Linked DNA regions of Cyclopterus lumpus: region 1 is linked to region 2. Evidence: chromatin contacts called from public Hi-C data. All regions are on one chromosome and are shown on one strand. The core of a region is the stretch at or near the end of the contact, and the rest is flanking DNA. Distances in the headings are between cores, read along the strand shown.

Region 1 (3,628 bases), core at 649-3,148, 140 kb before region 2:
ATGACTCAGTTTTATGGCTGTGTACTTTGAACTTGTGTAATATGTGAAGTTCTCAATAAAAGTATTTCCTCCTGCACCCCACATGTAGTACCACTGCACACCACGAGAGGGGCGCACCCCACAGTTTGAGAACCACCGATTTAAGCACTGGCATTAACAATCTAAATGTTGTTCTATTTAATATGATTTTCACTGAAAGACACAAGTCAGTTGGTGAGGAGTTATATCTGATCAGATGCCTCATAGACTACATCTAAACACAGAATAATAATGGTTTTACTCACCTAATCTGTCCACAGCGTAGACAATGGTTGATCCGCTGCCAACTCCAACCACCTGGTTGTTCTATGAGAGACAGGAAATAACCATGCAACATTTCACACCAGGCTCTAAAAAAAAGCTGCAATAAATTGGCATTAGCTTGACTGGAGGTGTTTTGAAATGAAACCGCAGCAATAGACACAATAAGAGGAACAGTGGAGTTGTATTAAAGTGTGCTTATGTGTTGTCATAGCTTGAACACAGATATACAAACAGCCTAAAAAAATACAATGAATTTTAAAGCAAAATACTGTTCTTTGCAGTTTCAACAAAACATATCAATCCTACGTCCTAAACACATATGCATTAGTCATTTCCTGGATTTATTGAGAAATGTATTTTTATTGAACTTTCAATAATCAGAAATTAGCTTTTTGAAGTACAAAGGTAGGACCTTTACTTTGAAATATCTCCTAATCTGTAAGGTAAAATTGTTTGATTGTCAATATGGGTTCGAGTCCAAGACGTCCTGAACACATATGTATCGGTCATTGCCTGGATCTATTGATACAAGTATTTTTATTGACCTTTTAATATTCAGAAATGATGAATGTAGGACTTTTACTTTGAAGAATCTCTTACTTTGAAATATTGAGAAAATGATCTTTATACCACCTACAAATTGCAGAAATTATCTATTTGAAAGGTTCAAAATCAGTTCAGTTTTTACGTAGTAAATTATCCGAATTAGTAGAGTTAAGATATTTAATTTTTAGTTTGGATGTGGTCAAAAATGTCCCTAACACATACATATCAGTTGGTCAGATATAAATAATTAATTATCTTTCAATTAACCCCTTAAAGCAAAGAATACATACACTATATGCACAATTGAGGTTTATTTGATCTTTAAAAGGTCACGTGTTATACTTAATGTGAATATAATTCATTTAATCTAACGTCCTTATTTGCAAGTATACGATTCATCCACATCTTATTTTTAAAACCGGATGTTGTTTCACGTGGATATTTCCGCTAACTTTGCAAAACCGTCGCTCGCTCCCGATCTGGGTCCTTTGAACGTGTTTACCATGAATGTCAGTATATAGGTGCACACCAATTTCAGGGCCGGCGGAGTTGACCGCAGTCGTTAAAGTCATCCGTTTCCATTTGGCCATCCCTTAAAGCCACATTAAACGTCTTCTTAGCGAACACATATGGTGTAACTGGTATATTTAGTCCTTAATGCCGGACAAAGTTAGCCCACTATCCCGGGGCAAAGCACGCAGAACGCCGAGCTAAATCCCTCCCGGACCGTTAGGCAACCTGCAATACGATAGCAAGCTAGCATATGGCTCTCGAGGCTACAAACGAGCGAGCTAGTTGAACACGCGTGGACATATGGCATAACGGGGACACGGTGCACTCTACCTGGACGTGGTTGTCCACGGCGGCGTAAGCGGCCAGTTTCTTCGCTTCCTCTGCCATGCTAGCGGCGGACTGACGGAGCGGACACGTGTGTGTCTGGCTGCGGGATGCTGGAGAGGCGAGTCCAGATGCGACCTTACCGAAGAAGACCCACCACTGGAGCCTCATGACCCGTAGGGAGGGAGAGGGAGGGAGGGGGAGGGAGAGAGAGAGAGAGAGAGAGAGAGAGAGACTGCAGGGCAGGTTTCTTCTCTGCAACAGGAAGTTAGTGATTGAATGCATTTAAAAATAAGGTAAACACTTAGCCATGATAATATGTCCATGTTCAGTCATAATGATCAGATAAGCCGAATTAACGATGAAAAGCATACTGACGAGATTAAAAAGTCAAAATGATCAGATACAACATTTATATTTGACCCATAATTATGATTTATGTGTGTATACATATATGTGTGTGTGTGTGTGTATATATATATATACATACATACCATTTAGCTGACGCTTTTATCCAAAGCGACTTCCAATCATACACCGTAGACACAGCTACCGGGAACATCCATCCATCCATTATCACCCGCTTATCCGGGGTCGGGTCGCGGTGGCAGCAGGTTCAGCAGGCCGACCCAGGCTTCCCTCTCACCCGCAACACTTTCCAGCTCATTCTGGGGGATCCCGAGGCGTTCCAAGGCCAGCCGGGAGATATAATCCCTCCAGCGTGTCCTCGGTCTTCCCCGGGGCCTCCTACCAGTTGGACGTGCCCGGAAAACCTCTAATGGGAGGCGTCCAGGAGGCATCCTGACTAGATGCCCGAAACCACCTCAGCTGACTCCTTTCGACACGAAGGAGCAGCGACTCGACTCCAAGCTCCCCCCTGATGTCCGAGCTCCTTACCCTATCTCTAAGGCTGAGCCCGGCCACCCTACGAAGGAAGCCTGCTTTCCCTTCCTGAGCCGTCGGATGGTTTGCCAGAACTTCCTTGAGGCCAACCGAAAGTCCTTCTCCATGGCCTCCCCGAACTCCTCCCATGCCCGAGTTTTAGCCTCCGCGACCATCGCCGCTGCAGCCCTTCTGGCCCGCCGGTACCCGTCAGCTGCTTCAGGAGACCCCTGGGCCAGCCAGGCCCGAAAGGCCTCCTTCTTCAGTTTGACGGCTTCCCTCCCCCCCGGTGTCCACCACCGGGTTCTCGGGTTGCCGCCACGACAGGCACCGATGACCTTCCGGCCACAGCCCCGAGCAGCCACGTCCACAATAGAGGCTTTGAACAAGGTCCACTCGGATTCCATGTCCCCAGCCTCCCTCGGGATTTGTACCGGGAACAATTCAGGGTTAAGTGTCTTGCTCAAGGACACATCGACTAGGGTGGGTATTGAACCACCAACCTCCCTGATTGAAAGACGGACCTGCTAACCACTGACCCACAGTCGCCCACATTATTGAGAGAGAGAGAGAGAGAGAGAGAGAAAATTGGCTGTCAAAAGTACCCACAAGTCTCCTCTGATGCATCCTTTAGGAACTGGGCGGATCAAGTCACATCCGGGCATTTTTACCATGCTGAACTTCTATAGTTTATCCTGAGGGTGGCGCCAGAGGAAAAGACTTGATGTCAGTACACTTTTAAAGGTTCATTCCATTGGGAGCATGACTGAGCTTAGCAATTTTCACAACATTTATATTAGATTGTGAGCTTTCTTCCGCGTAAAGTTGTCATTTTTGGCCTGAAGGTGGTGCAAGATTAAAGTGTCCAAAATACAAAGGGTTAATTCTCTAGAGGGCTGAACATGTGCTCTGTAGATTTCATTACAGTCTATCTGCCAATTGGATCTTGATAGTTTTTCTTGTAGACAACAAAGGGTGCAGTTGTCATTTCAGCTTTGGGAGAGACATCAGAGAGCTGGCGCAGAGGATTCAATTTGATACTTTTCACCCACGTGTTTTT
Region 2 (3,442 bases), core at 286-2,785:
TGAACTTTCCGCCAAAGTAGTCGCTGCGTCTGCACCGAGCCGAGCTGCCCACCTCGATGACCACCTCTTTGAGCTTGTCTGGTCTGGACCCCAGGTTATCGAGGGACCCCCACCCGGCCGTCTCCACCTCTGCATGCGTGCTGGGGCTTGTGCCTCCCGCTCGCAGAAAGTCCACTGCTTTAACGGCTTTAGAGGCGTTGAATGGGCGATCCAACTGCAAAAAAACACACACAACCGTCCCAAAGTGGATTTGATAGATCTATAATTCAAAGGTCTAGAGAGAGTTCTGTTGTCGGCTTTATCAACCAAAACACAAACGTGTAACAATTTACTTTTCTGTACCACTGACAATTCACACACACTTTACTTATATACCTTAATTAAAGTGATGTCATTATCGTAATTTGACATTCTGAAGTCAGGGTGATTGTAAAGTTCCAAAATATCAAATGTCTGCTTTGTCTCTTCATCTTGACTCAGAGAATGGACACCCAGCACCACTTTCCTTCCATTCGCCCTGTGGAACGAGCACAATAATATTGTAGCATCAATAATGTACATTCCAATGAAAATAAGTGGATATCATTTGAAAGATGATGCTAAAAATACATATTTTTTGCTCCATAATATGAGATATCCATATTAACAAAAAGAAAACACCGCTGTTAAGTTTAGTTAATGAAAAAAAATCCGTTACGAAAACAGAACAAATAAATATGTCAATATGTAGATATATCGGTGCTCAGCTGTCACACAGAGAATATTCGCACGAGTAAAAACTTTAAAACTTCAAAACAAATGTACGATATCGTTGTTCTTAATTTTGCCTGTCCTGCCTCCCACATAGTTAAAAGAAGGGGGCCTTACCCTGCTGGCAGACAGTGTACTGCAGTCATCACCCACTGATCTGCAATCACAAACCCTCCACACTCGTGTTTCATGTTCTCTCCCTCCGGCACCTGGATGGAGGCCATGTAGGGCCGGGAGTGAGGCGCTGCCTCTCTGCCGCCAACGATACCCTCACCTGAAACGATCAAAACACACAGCCAAAAGGAAAATGTTCAACATAAACTATTTGAACTTTTCAAACGCTTGTTTCATGTAGCTTGCACAAAATGAAAAGGTGCAAAGTCACACCGCCCTACAGTAGAACATTAGAGAGTTTATTGTCATAGTATTTTTTAGAATTATGGGGCATTTGAGCATTTTAATGTAATCCAAACTTATAAACTACATTGCTAAAGAATAATGAAAATAGAATAGAATAATGAGCAAATTAAAAAGTAGGTGACACTTTTAGAATAGTGGCTGACCAGAAACCTAGATTAGGAACACAATGCTTCAGTGGAATAAAAAACATTGAACATGAATTACTAAGAAGCCAAATCTAATTACGTAAAATCAGTTATGAAAGAAATAACAAACTTACTCTGTGAAATGAGGGCGAAAAGGAAAACCGCAGCAGCCCCAAGAACGTCCCTCTCTGACACCATGATGTCGGCTAAACTAAACCTAAAACCAGCAACTGTGGAGTTTTAAAGGCTTCCACAGGAAAGAGCGGAAACATAAATCTAGTTGATATGGTGCAAGACACAAGTGGTGGTCTGACGGAGCCTCCTGATCCCCGTTTCCCGGAAAACAGGATAGCAAACAACTTTGGCTTTGTTTTTGTCATTGTCAGACTAGCGGAAAGAGAACATCCAAATTCACATTTTGCTGTTTAGTTTAAACTTTTTACTATTTGCATTACTTCCTAAATTCCTCTTGAGTATTCTATGATGCCTCATTTGCACATTTAAAGATAACAAATAAAAAGTTTCAATTCTTTTTACCGTATTCACTTGCAGTGTCTTCAAAATGTATGAATTTTTACAATACATACAATACTCAAAAGAGTTTTCTCTGATATTGTCATTTAGTAGATCTTTACTCCAAAGTAGAATATGTTTCACGCTCGTTATTGTGTTTGAAGACGAGCTTTGGATCAGACAAAGGTGCACATATTTCTTTATTAGAGACTTACCTACTAAAACCTTGCACATAGTTTCACTTTTTAGTTACGTAATGCTGAGATTTGGACGACCCCCCTCTGACCTTGTGCACTTGAACACAACACTCAGAGGGAGAGGACATTATCTTCTTCTTTTCTTCCCATAAATCTAGCGGGTAAACAGGAAACACAGTCAGTCTGGTACATCCCAGTCCGATACACAATAGTAATGATAAGCTTGTTTATTGTACTGCATGTTGCACAAACACAGTACAGTACGATACGTGCACAAACCTACAAACCTTCCTGTAAGTGTTGTCATGATTAGACAGATTATTCAACATGTCTTTGATAGAATTTCATAAAAAATGAATACGTTGTTTTAGCATCTGGGCTGAAATGTCAAAATATAGGCTACTGCATATGGACACTGTTCTATGACTCTTTCTAAAGTTTGTGAAACTCAACAGCTGTCACACAGTTACAGAGCCCAGCACAGCTTTCTAATTCTAGACCTGCACTGCCCTCTGCAGGTACAAACAAGTACTAGAAAAAACCCCAAAACTCAATAATGTTAATGAAAACGTTGACATTTGACTTGATAGTGAATATGTTGCTGAAAGCTCATATTGACTGTAAATTAATGTAAAACAAGAACAAATAACTTGACATGTCAGGCAGTCTATTGAGTGAGCTGGATGCCAATTTAACATAATTCTCAGGAACAGAAATATGTAATAGTTAAAGTTACACTTCCTATCCTAATGTCACAGGGGTTCGACCGTACGGTGATCCTGTGGTCGCATTACTGTGAAGTGGGGAGATTACATCCCTTCATAACATTTTCCTACTCCTCGTTAATTAAATCATGACTCATGTACTCACAATTACAAGTCAGGGGGAACATAGCATTTGGAAATTATAGGTTAAAACATGTGTATCCACCTAGATGATAATGATGTTGAAGAAGAGTTCATTCAGCTGTAAAACGGATTAACCAGCATCTGAGCGTAATTCACTAAATACCATTTAAAGCTAATGTGTTTTCTAGAGTTCTAGTGATGAATTCATGCACATTATTATTATATTTTTTCCCCATGCAGAACAAATATATGTAAAGGTATATTACGTAGACAAGACCACGCCACTGAAGTGACTTTTATAATTGACTTTTGATTGTCACCTGAACGTCCTTGTTGCCACGGAGACGAGTTACCGTATAGCCTCGAGCAATCAGGCCCACCCAGCCAGGTATGCAGCGTTTGTGTGTGTGTGTTTGTATGTCTGTTACATGTGTTAGTGTGTGCGTGTGATTGTGTGTGTGTTTGTAGATATCCATATCTGTTCATTCATGTGTGTGGTCTGGCATTGAACCAGTTATCAGAGTCATTTTCTACTTTATATTTTCAAAATGGTTCATTACTCTCTCTCTCTCTGTTTCTTCATGTCTCT

Evidence for each region. Hi-C and Micro-C count contacts between places; a contact is called where the count stands out from the background.
Region 1: a contact with region 2 is called in a Hi-C map of muscle, with 4 times the contacts expected there. The contact joins the promoter of rpia here to the promoter of cfd in region 2. A contact is called at or near these places in 2 of 2 Hi-C or Micro-C datasets (both in muscle).

The regions. Positions count from the first base shown.
Region 1 is chr22:16,275,949-16,279,576 of fCycLum1.pri, reverse strand. rpia (ribose-5-phosphate isomerase) reads right to left here and starts at 1,898. Exons shown (of 9, transcript XM_034525523.1): 1 at 1,693-1,898; 2 at 285-345. The coding sequence starts at 1,857.
Region 2 is chr22:16,131,120-16,134,561 of fCycLum1.pri, reverse strand. It overlaps cfd (complement factor D), which reads right to left and starts at 1,535. Exons shown (of 5, transcript XM_034525704.1): 1 at 1,430-1,535; 2 at 868-1,024; 3 at 376-517; 4 at 1-214. The coding sequence starts at 1,493.